Linked DNA regions of Drosophila melanogaster: region 2 is linked to region 1. The links are chromatin contacts, called in public HiChIP or PLAC-seq maps. All regions are on one chromosome and are shown on one strand. The core of a region is the stretch at or near the end of the contact, and the rest is flanking DNA. Distances in the headings are between cores, read along the strand shown. Region 1 holds the start of Fip1 (Factor interacting with poly(A) polymerase 1). Region 2 holds the start of spartin (spartin,).

Region 1 (7,845 bases), core at 2,724-5,223:
CTTTATAATCGTTTCTACGTGACTTCTAGATAAGTTTGTACATACATTTTTTTATATATGATCACAGGTTTTCTATTATGTCGAGGTCTGGACTTTGAAGTGGCCAATCCAATGTCTTTACGCAAACATCTTTCAGAAACTGCGTAAGTTTGGTATGCTGGAGTATGAAGGACTCAATTTATCACCAGAGGGCAATGCATGATTATTAAGGACATCTAAATATTTTCTTTGATTCATGGTTCCATCAACAGGAACCAAATCTCCCAAGACAGTGAAGGCTACGCATCCCCATATTCTTTGACATACTGGTGCCCCTTTTTTTCGATATTGTTTCGGTAATCTAACAAAAAAAATATTTTTTGAGCAATGAAACTCAAAAGAGCTTTCATCGCTCCACAAAACATTGTTCCAGAATGATGCAGGCTGACCAACAAATTTTTTGGCAAAGTCGAGGCACTTTAACTTATTTCGTAATAGTATAACTTTGCTAACATATGTTCCAAAATCGGCTTCCTTAAGACGTCTTCGAACCGTTCTTTCCCTGACAACGGATCTTTGACCACCGATCGGGGAGTTTGTAGAACATGTAGAATTTCCGTAAAATATAACCATCGTTCTTTTTAGTTTTTTTTTTTGGTTGTGTGTGTTTTTTTATATTTAATTTTTTAGTAATACACAGTTGCCCGTGGAATTTTGTATAAATCAATGATATTTTGTACCGAAACACAAGAGATATACACAAATATTATTTATTTAATTATTTATTGTTCAATTGATCTAAAAAAAATTTTAAAAAAATTTCAATGATCAAGGCGAACTAATTAAATGCGTCTAAATACATTTGCCATCGCCCAAATCGTTGTCTGTCTAGCTTTCTTATCAGCAGAAGGATAATTGAAAAGGTAAACGGCAAAATATACCTCTCGCGTGTAACTTTAATTGCACTCCTTTTTATCATCAATACTTTACTATTTGTTTGGCTGTACCGTACTATTTTTTATTTTTGGTTGCTGTAATTTTCTAATTCGATTACTATATTATTGAATTTATAGTTTCTTCGTGATTTCATTATTTATGTTAATAACCCATTTTTAGTATTGAAAAATGCAAATAAGTGTCAATCCATCCCACGTCCCTCTCTTCGTTCGTATGAACGTCGAGATCTCGTTAATGGTGTTTTTCCATTTTTTCTGTGCCAACTATATTATATAGTGGGCCAATTTAATCCCAAAAATAAAAAGAAAAGGGTTGGGATGTTTTAATTTGAAAACAAACATCCATCGACTCGTCTGATGACACGGATCAAGAATACCACAAGAATACCACATGATCGCACATGTCACCTTTATTAAATTTAAGGGCTTATTCACATTGAATTATTGAAAACCTAACGTACATATATTTAAACTGACCAACGGCGTTATAAAACATTTAGTTTGATTTTTGTTTTTATTAATATGTTCTACAACTTAGTGGATTTCTTCTTGCTTCACTTCCATAAAGTACCTAACCAAATGCTAGTCGTCCTCTTCTTTGTCCTTGCGATGCGATTTTTTCTTTTCGCTACGACTGGAGGATCCTCCGGTATTGCTGCTGCTACTCTTGCTGCTTCGTTCGCTTCGATCTTTCTCACGGGACTTGGACTTGCGACGGCTGGACTTTTCGCGAGATCGAGAGCGCTCCCGACGGGAGCTCTCTTTATCCTTTTCCTTCTCCTTATCTTTGTCCTTATCCTTCTCTTTATCTTTTTCCTTATCCTTATCTTTATCTTTGTCCTTTTCTTTATCTTTATCCTTGTCCTTGTCACGAGACCGCTCTTTGTCGCGATGTCGTTCACGTTCCTTTAGGTCACGTTCCTTGCGCTTCTCTTCCTTCAGCAGGTGCAAATAGTCTTCGAAGTACTCCTCACGATAGGACGAGTCCAGGGCTCGGTACCTTGGATCCGCCTCAAACTTTTTCTTAATATCGTACCACCTGGTGTGCCTTTCGATGTCATGTCGCTCCCGCAGCATGTCAAGGAAGTCCTTTCTCAGCTGTACAAAAATGATAATTATAATTCCATGACTTGATATTTATGTATAAAACATACCTGATCTTTCTTCAACAGTTTTTCCTTCTCGCGCCTCCTGCGCTCACGATCGTCGTCGTAGGCGCCACGATCTGAAACGTATAGGAAAAAGGCATTTTCATAAAAAGGACTGCGTTAGGATCGTCAGATTAGCATTTAGCTTAACAAACAAATTGCAAGAATATGACGTAAGAGTAGCTTAATTATGTTAGTTGTGTTCTTACCGCCCATGGCCAATCTCTGTGGCGGTGCCATACCCATTCGCATCTGTGGCGGGGCATTTCCTCCCATCATCATTCCTGGTGGCGGTCCCATGTCTGCAAGAGAAAACATAGATAAGCCGGGTCCAGGACATGATAAATATAAATATGCTGAACGCACTCATATTTGGCGGCATGCGCATGTTGGGTGGCATAATGCCGCGCAAATTGGGTGGTGGACCGCCCATCTGCGGCGGTGGCACACTCATCCCAGGAGGCGGCATGCCAGGCGGAGGTTGTTGCATATGAGCATGACCAGGAGTAAGCTCTTTAATCCCGCTGGGTACCCATCCGGCATTGTCATTGTTCCACTGCGACTCTTGGGTGGGCTCATAGCCGTAGTCAAAGGGTTCTGGCTCGTGGAAGAAGGGTTCCTCAGAGGCGCCGGGTAGCGGGAAGTTTGGCGCCATGGGTCCCAATCCCCCACGAGAATACTCGCGGCACTCGGCGGTCATCACCTGAATGGCGTTCTCCTTAACGGCTCTCTCCCGGTCACCTCCCCTATCGCCGCCTGTGGTTGAGATGGGTCTTGGCGGGCGCTGCATCAATCCCATCCCGGATCGCGACTGGTGTTGCATCATAGGCGGCGGCATTCCCGGCGGGGGCATTTGCATGCCGCTTTCACCGCCCATTCCCACCATGGACTGGATACTGTGCATTCCGGGAGGGCCCATGCCCATACCGCCATCTGTGAGGATTCCAATGGGGGCATTCTGATTCACATTCTGAGTGAGGCTGGCCAGTCCGACACCACTCTCCGCCACGCGGAAGCGTTTCTGGCGCTCGCAATAGGCGCGCCACGTCTCTTCGTTAAAGCCATAGTTGAAGTAGTCGGTAATATCCGCTCCCGGCTTTCGCCACGGCTTCTCCTCAAGCGAATCGATACTGAACTCGTGCACGGCCACTCCGTTGATGGTGCCGGCACCTTCGAAGTCCTCGATGCTAAACTTCCCTGCCTGACCAGCCGGCTTGGCCTTGTCTCCGGCAGCACCAGTGCCTCCAGCCAGCAGGTTGGGTCGCTGCTTGATGTTGTAGGTGCTGGGGGCCTGTTTAATGTCTCCGATAACCACGTTGATATCGTCGTCAGAGTCGTCGTCTTCATCATCATCGGACCCTGAGCCGTTCCTTTCTCTCCTCGCGGCAGGACCATCGCTCATCTCGTCGTCCTCTGGGTCTGGCGATGATCGGGCGTCGGCCCTGTCCGCGCACCGACCACGATCCCGTTCTCGGTCGCGCTCCCTCCTGCTCCTGCTGTCCGTGTTGGGCAAGGCATCCTCGTCCTCCTCCATTTCCTGCGCGGGATCGTCGAACTCCGAGTACTCGGGCACCTCCTCCTTTGGACAGCGCGGCGAGTCTTCAGTGGAGTTAGTTCCGGCCGAAGCGCCCGGCTTTTCGCCGGCCACCAATTCGGCCAATGCCTGAGCCTCAGCCGCCGCCGACTCGTGCTCCGCCGTCAGAGAATCCCCGCCGTTGCCCAGCTCGCCGGTCGTCGAGTCAGGATTCGAGGTGCCATACAGCCAGCTGTCCTCATTTGTGTCATCTGCCATTGTAGTTTCTCAGAAATGCAGAAATAAGCAGCAGCTATTGCGATGGACAAAAATTTTACAAGAAACACAACGCAGCAGTGTGACCATTCCGATACATAAAAAAATTCCATAAATACTATAATAATACTGTTCTGTTTCAATAAAAATATCATTTTTTTAATAATTTTTTTATGTCTTATAAATAAATATTTCTTATTAAGGTCCAAACAACTTAAAAATTAAAAATAAATATGGTTTTTTTTTTAGAAGTATTTAAAGATTTGTACGATAGCACATATAGGAGTTTTTAGAGCAATATATTAAAACTTTTGTTAAACGGCTTCCGTTTCAGATACCCGCCAAATGGAGTAAGCGTCGTCGTATAACTTACACTACATACATATGTATGTAGCTTCCTTCCTCGCCAATATGCTTCGCAGATATAGATTCAAAGGAGATTTTGATTTTGTAACGGTTTGCCATGTAGTTGGTAGTGGTCTTAATAGAAGATTAAATGAAAAAGTCTATGGATATGGATTTTTAAGATAATCTTGATTACCAGTGTTTCAAAACTTGGGCGGGAACAGAAGAATTTCTTGTTTCAACAAGATGTGTTCAAATAATTTTTGTGAGGAAATGGCTCTTTTTTAATTCATTTGGAAAAATTCAATGTTCCTAATGGTTATGTTTTAATATTTGCTAATAATGTTAGTTCTCACTGTTATTTACAACATTTCTGTGTTCCAAGCAGATTCACTTGAAATTACATACCCCTAATCTTAAATCATTGTAGATCTAACCATGATTTGCATTAACCCTACTGTGACTATAATATGCTATGACTGTATAGCGGCTATTGATCCTGGTAAAAAGTATATATACTTTATATGGTCGTACATACATGCTTCCTTCCGCCTTTTATGACTACTTTAGTATAGCATTTTACTCTACGAATAAATGATATAAGAAGGACAACACAGAACACTATCCAAGACCCCGGTCGAGCCACGCCCTGAGCCTGCCCAGAAATGTTTCGGGCAGGAACTAACGAACGATTTCAACAACAAACTATAGTATATCCCGGCGACACTTGCGGAGCTGTTTGCGCAACAACATAGCATTCAATTCGGCCTGCTTTCGCCTCTCTTCTTCCTCGATGGCTCGCCGAATTTCCTCCGCCTCGTTGTTGGCCTTCTCCGAGATGATGTGGACTTCGGGCAGGACGTCCAAGATGCCCTTACGAATGAGGTACTGATAGTTCATCGCCACTGAGTACTTAATCTCCTGGCCAGTTATCGCGCTTAGTTCTTGCCAGTGAATGTACATCCAGTTCTCATTTCGGATATCCTTAATGCTGTTGTAAACTGGAACGAAATCGTCGATCTTTGCAATGAACGTTTTGGCCACATCCATGATCTCGACTTTTTCATGAAATATTTTCATTGACTCGTTGAGTTCGTCGCGAAGCCTCATCAAGTTATTCCACACATCTTCCAAGTCCAGTTGCGCTATCGGGTTGCCCAAGGTAGCGTCCTCGAGCTTCAGAAAGTTGGCGCAGCCGTACCACAGGTTCTTGTAGGGAGTGAAGCTAGCGATTATGCTCTCCAGGAACTCAACAGAGAGTGGCTCCAGCTCAAATAGCTCCTGCCGAAATTGCAGAGTTTGGCTGACCTTCTCGAGCTCCTTAATCAGAGCCCACGTCTTCTTAATGTCCACTGACGTCTCCTGTGCGCGGTTCGTGTTAAACGCCAGTGAGTAGGCCTGCACCTCGTCGTTGAGGGACTCCAGACGCTCCTCGAACGCTTGGCACTCGCTGGCGTGCAGGCGGAGAAAGTCCTCGATGTCCACCTTCTGCTCGTCCTTCAATGTCGATAATCGCACCATTATCTGGTGCGGCCATGCGTACACGTTCCACTTCATGGCGAACTGGTGGTCACTCAGGTTGTAAAAGAAGCTATCCAGCAGGTCGTACTCCAGCCACATGACCTGAATGTCAGCCTTAAGCTCATCCACTAAATCCGGAACAGTCTGCGCAAAGTCGCGAATCTCGTACAGGTGTTCAATGCTAATCGGACGCTCGGCGATTCTGCGGAACATCTCCAGGCAACGGTCCAGCAAAACCTCATTCGTCTCATACATTCGGTCCACATAGTACTCGAATATCCGTCTCACGACTTCAATGCGCTTCTTTATCATGAACTGCTTCATTGTATCCACGTTTATGTAAAACGGTCCAATAGTAATAAAGGCAGGCAGGATTTCGCGCAGTTCCTCCTTCAATCGCTTGTTTTCCAGAATGTCCCGCTTTACCTCCGAGGACGGCTTGTGGGCTTGAGCATATGCCTGCATATAGGTGTTTACATTGAGAAGGTAAAAGTCGATGAATCTCTCGTAGAGTCGGGCGTACGCCCTGAGAGGCAGCACCGCCTTGGCGTAGCAGTTCTTCAGAAGCTCATTCTCCCTCAGGAACCTATCCTCGATAAGCTCCACCGTCAGGATATACAGGTTAGGGGCGAACTTCAAAAAACTCATGACAGACCCATCAATGCATCTTACTCCAGACGATTTCTCCAGGCACTTCTTAAAGATCTCGACCAGCCCCGGCTGGAACTCATCCGGGTCAGTGGAGTAAAACACCTTGCGATCCTCGCTGATGCCAAGGGTCATGGCGAATACAGGTTTTTGAAAGGGGAACTCGGTGTCGATGTAGTTATTGGTCCACTTGTAGTTGGACTTCAGTTCAAGGAATTGCAGGCAGGGGTCGCAAACGAAATGCGAGAAGTTCATCAGCGACGTCTCGAGCAGCACCTCCATTGACTCTTGCATACGGAACTTGACCTGCAGTATAAACCGCGAGATCTTGCACATGAGATAGACCGTCCAGGTGTTGAGGGAGATGTCCAGCCAGCCCTTTCCCAGGGCTCGGAGGACCACGGTGATGACCGTTGTCAGCTGTTGCGGCCAATAGACTTTAAGAAACGTGGCCACGTTGTCGCTATGCGCCTCCTGCGCTTGCAGGAAGTCCACTAGCGCCAGGGGCTTGCTAAAGCTGCAGATGAAGATCGAAAGTGTTTCGATGTACTGGCACTCGATGGCCACTCCGGCCATGGCCTCGATGCCACCGACGCAATAAAACAGACTGGCCTTCAGGTAGTCGTACCGCTTCTCCTGCATGGTTATGCCAAGGGCCTGCAGTTCAAGACGCTCCTTCCCGGAGACGTCCACGGCGAAAGACCGGGGCAGAAATTCCTTGAGGTTGATGTTCCGAAACTGGGGAAATTCCTTGGGCATCTTAAGGATAAACTGCTCCAGCTCGTATAGGGCCATTAGGCGCTCGAACACCAAGTTCACCTCGGAGCGTAGTCGTCTTTTGCACTGCTCAGACACCTTAGCCGCCTGCAGGACCGATTCGATGGGCTTAAAGCTATAAAACACGGTGGACTCAATGTCCTCGTGCAGGACACAATCCACGATCAGCTCCATCAACATAAGCTGCTCCCCCTTGTGCCGCTCGTGAACAGCGGCCTGCAGCCGCTTGATGTACTTGTGCGGGTCCTCAGCCATGAACATGAACTGAAGCTTGGGTACCGTGTAGGTGCATCCGTCCTCCAGCGATAGAAGCGTCCAGAGGTCGGAGTCCTCGTGGTGCGCGGTAACAGCTGCCATGCCCCACTGGCAGTTCAGCAGGCTTTGGTTGTAAGGCAGGTACGCCTTCGCCGGAAGCGGGTAGTGCGCATCTCCGACAACTCCCAGCTCAAACCAGGCCGCCGGAGAGTTGATGTCAAAGTTGCTGTCGTCGAAGTAGCTCAGGGGAAACTTGTGTGGGAAGGCGAACTCGGACATTACATTATACTGCTCCTCGGTGGGCTGCAGCACGTCGTCAGTGAGGCCCGCCTTGGCCAGCTCATTCACCAAGTTAATCTTCTGGTACTGACGACGCCTCCGATCCACTTCGACGTCCTTTGGAAGATGCCGCTTTGGCACGTAGCGG
Region 2 (7,845 bases), core at 3,968-6,467, 170 kb before region 1:
TATACAGGTTGTACATATGTATTTGTGAGCGAGAAAAACAGTTTTCCGCCGCGCCGTAATTGCAACTACTCAGCTTGGTGGATTGGACTCCCGTCAAAATCGGAAATAAAAGGCACTACCCACCCACATACACACACAAACACACTTCTGCCAACTCTCCTCCCTCAACCGCACAAGCGCCGCAGTTGCACCTCGACTGAATTCACGATTTTACACTGCACAGGTGCAGTGCTGCGCAAAACAAAACGCAAGACTCTCGGATCCGAACTCCGTGGCTTTGGGCTTTTCCTGCCTTATTTCCCGTGCGCACATATGTACACATTCACATGTATTCATGTACCAAGGGGCGAAATCACGTCCGAGCGGGGAATTATGTGCTTGCGTGCCGCGCTAAACTCTTAGCCACCTCCTTTTGGCCGAGTTCAAAACGTACTGCCGAGCGTAGGAATTTGTGGATATAAAAATGGGGCGGAGTGTGGCCAGCTGAATCAGTTGAGGTGGGTCGAATCGGACTACGAGCGGTATTTTTATCTGTCCGCAGGCAAGGTCTCTCTGTACGCTCTTACGTTTTTTGTTACGTTGTTCGGCGAAAAGCCTTCAAAATAATTAACAACTTTCTCGGTTTTTGAATTAGTACGTAAAGTATTGCATACAAAAATCAACGAGACGCTGATGGATCAATCTATGAAGCTTTGGGATCAAATAATATATAATATTATATAATGATATATGGCGGAGTTTAAAACCAAACCAATTTCAAGATAATTTTTTATTGCGCGTCCCGAAAGTATGCTACACCCATTCCTTTTTTTTAAATTTATTTATTTAGAAGCGATGAATCCATACAATGCAGCAATAGCAACATAACAGCGCAATTAACATATAAATGATAAAACCAAACCTCTCACTAATCATGTGAGGATTTAAACACCCATTCCTATTTTCAGAATGGAACTCGCACGAGAGCTAACGTTTGAAAACAAATGTATTCATTTACTTTACTTTTTTTATATATCGACTGGTAATTCTTAAGAATAAATCTCCACCCTGTGATGCTAAGATACAATATAATTATGTACGGATTCTTTTTAATAAATATATATAAAAAAATGTATTCATATGATTTTGACAATAATATGAGTATACATATTCCTATATTCTCCTAATATAAATATTAATAGGATAAAAGGACTATAATAAGGTAAATGTAAATATAGTCTAGGAGAAAGTTTTACCAACAATAGGGGTTATAGTCATTCATGTTATGTTATGTTCTGATTCGGGAGCTGAACCCTAACTAAATATATGGGCTCCTTGATATATGACACTTAGGACCTATAGAATATCACATTCTATATCTCGTGTATAAAACAAAACGTGAAGTTTTACCATATTTCGCCAAAGTATATATGTGGGGTTCATCGCTCGTTATATAAATTCCTAACTTGTTTATATAAAATTTGACTCGTTCCGCAAAGTTTTTGCTTGATCAGAGTGCTTTTTAAGATAGGAAAAAAGAATAAGGAATAAGATAGCTATATAGAGTCTTAGGAAATGGTTAGGAAATAATGCAAATAACATAACCTTTTCAACAATATAAGATTCAAAAGTCTGTAACTTCAGGCGATCGGAAGCTATGACAGTACTTACGAGGATTTAAAGCCGCTAAATTAGACGGCTTTTTATTGATCGTCAATCTAAAGATACTTAGATCAACATTTGTTCACAATTTACATGGTACGTTCATACTAAATTCCTTGCTAAAATTGTTAATTCTTTTAAATTAGTGAAAGAGGACTGAGTTGTGTATCAAAAATCAGGACATTTTAATTTAAAAACAAAAGATACCCGATACTTAGCGGTTGGAGTGCTAGGAAGCTAGAATTTAGGTTATACAAATATACAAAGTGAATTAAACATTTTTCTTTTTAATACTTTCTAGCTTCGGTTTATCTACAAATACAAAAGTAAAGCATTTTTGAACACTAAAATAAGGTTTTGATGCAAAATCTTTCGAAATATCTTTTTTATGTGTTATTGAACATAATATTTATTTATATTTTTTCTTTTAATTAGAAGCTATAAATGGCATATAAATATTTCAATATAATAATAATAATAATAATAATAATAATAATAATAATAATAATAATAATAATAATAATAATAATAATAACATGTGATAAATTCCTTTGGTTTTCCCGCTATTCCTTCAAAGCTCGAAGATCCGGATAAAGAGATCCGGCATTAATATAATGAGATTCCGATTTGCGTAAGTCTCGCTTGTAGTCACTGACCACAGCTTCTCCTGTTCGTTTGACCATTTTCTTGGCAATGCCCTTCGGGGTTATGTAGTTCACGTTCTGACTGACCACGAAAACGTTGCCCACCGTGTCAAAGGTGCCACTAGCCAGATTCCCCGTCTGCTGGCCATATCTGAAATAGCAAATAAATATATGTAAATATATGAAATATTAAAAATGCCCGCACTATATGTTTTTCTTTTTCGAAGGCGAAAGAAACCCAAAATGAATATCTAGATCTTAGTAGACCTTTAGTAGCATTACATATTTGAGACGATTCACAACAAGTTATAAAACTTTTCTTTGTGTGCAAGCTTGAGTAACATTTCCCGATCCTTGATCATTTTTGCGATCCTCTGCACATTGCGCATAACTTAAATCTCAGATATATTTAAATTGAATAAACCGTTGCCAGCCTAAGTGATTACTTTCAATTCGGACGAAAATTCGTAATGACATCTGTTACAAAACTGCATAAGCATTAAGAAGCCAAAGCCAACCCACTTGTGTTCGATTATCTTGACGGAGTTTTCACTGAGGCTGGAGCCTAGGATCTTGGCGGAAGTCTCGAGGCCATCGAATACGGTGCTCACTCCTTCCACGGCTCCTGCCGCGATGGTCATGGCGCCCTCCATGGTGCTATTAGCCTCGCTGGTGTCGTAGCCAAATCCCTTCTGCAGCAGTTTAGAGCCTTGCTCCTGAATGTGGGGAGCCAGGTAGCGGCCGACTGCCATTGAAGCAGTGCCCACCTTTCCAGCTATCCATCCTGTCATTCCGGCTGCGGCGTGCGTCACTTTTTGGGCCACCTCAACTATAATGAACAAAAGGTTACAACATAAGATACATTAGATCTATCTTATATGTAATCTGCACATTTCCAAACCATTGATTAACATGATTATCAAACACAAGCACAAACTCCGATCGAGGTGGAAGTGTAGTGACGATCACATCTTCGACTTCGAATCTTATCTTCTAATTTTATCGTTACATGCTCATTCGGAAGCTACCATACTTCCGCCCTAAATACAGCTCTTCCCTATTTGGAACTAACTCACCTGAAGTTTGGACGGAGCTGGGCACCTGAGCATCCATCGAGGCTGGCGTCATCTTGGAAATGATATACGGAGTACTCCTAAGCATAAAGCCTCCTGTCTTCTCGGCGCCCCGTACCAGGTTACTAGCAATGAAATCAGCCGCACTTACAATGTGTCTGGACACCTGCTCCGACCCGGAAACGGTATCTGAAGCTAGGCCAGCACGTTGGGAGGTCGGCGATTTCAGCTGCACTACCGTGCCAGCGAGTACGGCCTCCAACAGGTCAAGAAAGAACTGCTGAAGATCCTCCAGTTCGTCCTCCGTGCGCGATGTCTGGCCCTCCTTCGTTAGCATCAAACCAAATGCATTGCCCGGCTGCTGGCACTCCATATCAGGAAAAATAAAGGCTCCGTACTCTGTTTGGTAGCAGTTTGTGATCGAGGGAACCAGGGGGTAAAGCCAAATCCCTGCAGTCCCCTCATTTGGCATGGAGCACTGAATGAAGTAGATGCCACTGAGGTACTTCCATTTGCCACCCACGGTGCACATTACCAATGACATAGTTGACGAGCCGCTTATGGTGGTTACTGATCCACTGGCTTCGATTCGGTACATTTTGACCTGTGCACGGAAGAGCTCATCGAGCAAGACTTTGGCGTCCCGAACAGCCAAGAGCTCCCGCAAGCCGGCAGCGAGCTCTCTGTAGGTTTTTGGTGCTCCGCTAGCATTGGCTATGCCATATTGCGTGGAGGGGTTTTCCGCCAGCAACGGCGGCCTTTTTGTATCCATCTCTGCTCGACTTTCCTCCGTGGCCTCCACGGCTGAATCATCAATGGATTGTTTCTGGGATCGCAGAACTTTGAGGCGGTATCTCAATTCCGTTTCGGCGCTCTTGAGCTTTTGGATCAGCGCACAGGCGTCGTTCCACTCCGCCTGCACGGTGTCGATCTTGTTGGGAAGACCTACTGGAATGCCGAAGGTGTCCTCTATCATACGCAGGGCCAGCTCATAGGCCACAATGGCCTGGCCGGGGGATTCCTGCTCCTCGTGACTTACGGCCAGGTCCACCTGAGTCATGGCCGCTTTGTAGGCTGTTCTGATGCCAGCATAGGCCTCCAGGAATTCGCTTTCCTCCTCCGCCATCGCGGCCTTTAATACCTAAGAAACAGCACAGAAACATTAGATACTATACAAAAAACCAAAGCCCTCAAAACTTTAGTATGTAGAACTAAGAATCTATTAAAGTCAATGACTATGGTTATTTATGGTTTAGTTAGTATACATGTTCTATGTGCTGTCTTTATTCTTATGAATCCCCCTTTCGCAAAGTTCTGTGTAAGTCTTATAGTGCAAATTACTACATATTTTGTTAATATTCGTGAGATTTAAGATATTGTAAACGAACTTGCTGGCAGAGATACATCCCGACGAGGCGGGCAACCGCGACCAACTAAAAGGGTGACCAAAATGCGTCACCAAAGTGGGAATGACGCGCTTTTACATCTTCTCCTGCAGCTGCTCTAAATTGAACTGTGGCCAACGAAACCGCATCCGCCCTTCCGCTGCACTCACCGTCTACCTGTTGCACTCACTCACCTTTGGGTTTTGGTTTCGTCTGATTCTGAGCGTTTAATCTGCACTTTGCCCACCAAGTCACCTAATGATTTAGAAAGCAAACAGAGAAACGCTCTCTTTCGCTATTTTCTCACTAATTTTACGAATTATTTTCTGCTCCTGTTTAGTCGCACACCTTTAAAGTGAGAATATCGTTTGCCTAATATCACTTAAATTCGTAAATAACATGTTAAAATGTGTGTTTTCCATTCGAGTTGAATGTTCCAAGTTTTTCCATCTTTGTTTTGATTTGCTTACTTTCCATTGCGAATCAGATCAGCTGTTTAGGAGGCCTCTGCATGTTCACTGCCACAGACAGAGTTGCCACAACGACTTTTGAAAAGTCTTTTGCGGGAATCGAATTTGAAATTGAATGAATGGTTAATAATAAAAAGCAATACTAAAACATAAGCTCGTGGCAATTAAAATATCGATTTACTTGTTATTTATTTCGTTTTTATCATGTTTAAAATACAATAAATGTTATTCCTTTAAATATATTTGTCGATCCTGGTTTGAATGCACAAAATTATATTTCGTTCGATTCGGACAACGTTTACATCCTGTTTTCCCCGCAGGGAGAGGCGGCCGTTAGGGCCGTATATACACACATATGTATTAAACATATGAAAATTTGAGTAACGAAAATATTCTATTGGAATTTGGGTGTGATTGGGATGGCATTTGGATCGCATCCATACAACATATCAAATTCTAACGAGGCAGACTTTTGTCTTCGGGAGAAGAGTTTTGATTAAAATCACAATATGTATAGAATTATATACCCGGATAACTCTATTGTACACATAAATGTATATCTGTATAAATGGATATCTATGTGTTAAACATATACTTCAAAATTTCGGTAAGATGAAAAATAATGATAACGAGTAGCTGAAGCATCCATCGTTCCTTTCTTGGCTTGGTCGACATGAATGGACTTGGTCTGAAGAGGATTGGGATTGCGATATCTTAGGCGGGAGCCACGTTTGCCAGCTCCCGGTAGGCATCCTGCAGCGCCTGCTGCTGTTCCGGGCTCAAGGTGCTGGCACAAGCAGCCATTACCTCCGGATTCGATTCCACTTGTTTGACGATAGTGAGCATACGAGTGCCGGTGGCGGACTGCGCCTCAACCACCTTGGTGCAGAAGGATTCAGCGATGATGGAGACAATGCGCGGCAGATTGCCGTTGTTTGCCCCAAGAATGACCGGATGGTTGCCTTCAATCAAGTCGCATAGGTAGCCATAGATGTGGGCGGCTTCTTCCGAATCCTCGGACACCGGCAGCCATGAGAACCAAACACCGATCAGCTCGTCCACGTTGCTCAGCGCCGAGTTGTTGTACTTGAGGATCTTAGCAAACGCCGAGATCGCATTCTCTGTCGGACTGATGTTCTCGATTTCGCGGGCTTTGGGATCGTTGATGACCTGCACCAGCAGTGGAATGATCTGGGCGCATGTATGCGCAAACTGCTCACCAGCGAATTGGCCGAGCACCCCGCATCCGTAGGCAGCCGCCTGGCGCACTTCTGGGGCCTTATCGCACACGTACTGGACGAGGGCTGGCGTAAAGATCTGCTGGTATGGAGCACAAGCGGGGCCACAAAATTCTGTAGGTAAATGAGAATACAAGTCTTTAGTTTTATGGTGGCACAAATGATTTGATGTTTGAAGGTATCGGCGGTACTATTGAACTGCAAAACTCAATTAAGAAAACCAACTCACCGATCAGATCATCGAACACGCATAAGCCCCACTGCCGATCAGCTACAGGTCGGCTGGGCTCCAGTAGCTTGACAAAGTGCGGAGCCACCTGTTCAAAGGCGGGTAAGAACTGAGCCTTGTTGGTCTGGAAAAGGGCGTGTGTAATGTCCACGATTTTGGAAAGGATGTAAACATCTGTGTCGTCCTGCTCGGCCAGCTCCTCCTCCACACCGTCGTCGTAGTCTTCCTCATTGCGAGCCGCCAAACGCTTGTCAGCACGCTCGAAATGCTCCAGAACATACTTGTTTATAATCTCGAGAACTTGTTTCATGGCATCCTCGTTAAGGCAATTCGGACCCAATGTCTCAATGCATTTTGCCAGCGAATTCAGCAGCTCCGACTGCACGTCTGGCTCCGGTTCCGTGACGATTACCTTGAGCAGCTCCGGACAAATGAACATCCACATGCCCTCCAGATACTGTGGACCCTTAATTTTTGCGCAGTCGAGAAGGTAAGGCAGCGACTCAGCAGCAGCTGTGCGGACACCGTCGTGGAAGTAGAACTTAAGCATGGGCAGCATTTGACGCACCACGTCCTCAGCGTATTCGGCAAATCCTTCCTTTAGTTCCCTAGCATAACAAACCAGCATCTCACAGGCCGAAGCCTTGTCGTCCATGCCAGCCGTGCGAATGGCGAAGTTCTGCTGCTCGCCAAGATTAATGAAAGACCAGTCCACATCACCGTCGATGTCCTCCACCTCGTCGTTGTCCAGCATCGCCACCTCAGGCTTCATGGTGGCCGTTCGCATCACTGGTCCCATAACGAGGGGCAGATATTGCTCAAATTGCTTGCCAAGGATTTTGCACATACGTGCCCAGGCAGTGATGAGATAGGAGGTCTGCGGATCATCATCAGCTAGTTCCCCCCCCTCGGTGTGATTGACCAGCAGCATATCCATGACTTCTCCGGCATCACCAATAAACTTCTCCCGCCCCACCGCCAATCCTATCAAGCTCACGCATTCAATGGTCTTGCCGCGAAGCATGCGGAGATCATCCGAGTTGGCGTTCTGGATGATGAACTTAAGGCATGGCATTAGGCGATCGTAGTAGGCCACAAATTCCGATTCGCAGGTGTCTGCAACCGATGCAATTGTCGTCACTACCTGCTCCAGTACCAGCTTGTT

What was found. HiChIP or PLAC-seq counts read pairs in DNA pulled down with a chosen protein or histone mark.
Region 2: a contact with region 1 is called in a Psq HiChIP or PLAC-seq map of the Kc167 cell line, with 4 times the contacts expected there. The contact joins the promoter of spartin here to the promoter of Fip1 in region 1. A contact is called at or near these places in 1 of 1 datasets of contacts at CTCF or cohesin (the Kc167 cell line), 16 of 107 Hi-C or Micro-C datasets (the D17-c3 cell line, the Kc167 cell line, the OSC cell line and 5 more) and 2 of 6 datasets of contacts at active chromatin or transcription factors (both in the Kc167 cell line).

Annotation. Positions count from the first base shown.
Region 1 is chr3R:4,481,136-4,488,980 of dm6, reverse strand. It overlaps Fip1 (Factor interacting with poly(A) polymerase 1), which reads right to left and starts at 3,973. Exons shown (of 4, transcript NM_141219.2): 1 at 2,450-3,973; 2 at 2,293-2,385; 3 at 2,090-2,160; 4 at 1,304-2,033. The coding sequence starts at 3,875. The coding sequence ends at 1,518. sac (sterile affecting ciliogenesis) reads right to left here. Exons shown (of 1, transcript NM_141218.3): 1 at 4,766-7,845. The coding sequence ends at 4,923.
Region 2 is chr3R:4,652,172-4,660,016 of dm6, reverse strand. spartin (spartin,) reads right to left here and starts at 5,217. Exons shown (of 4, transcript NM_141228.2): 1 at 4,938-5,217; 2 at 3,362-4,499; 3 at 2,808-3,114; 4 at 2,032-2,436. The coding sequence starts at 4,484. The coding sequence ends at 2,205. It overlaps Karybeta3 (Karyopherin beta 3), which reads right to left. Exons shown (of 5, transcript NM_079502.3): 4 at 6,681-7,845; 5 at 5,393-6,565. The coding sequence ends at 5,928. smash (smallish) reads right to left here and starts at 438. Exons shown (of 14, transcript NM_001259984.2): 1 at 1-438.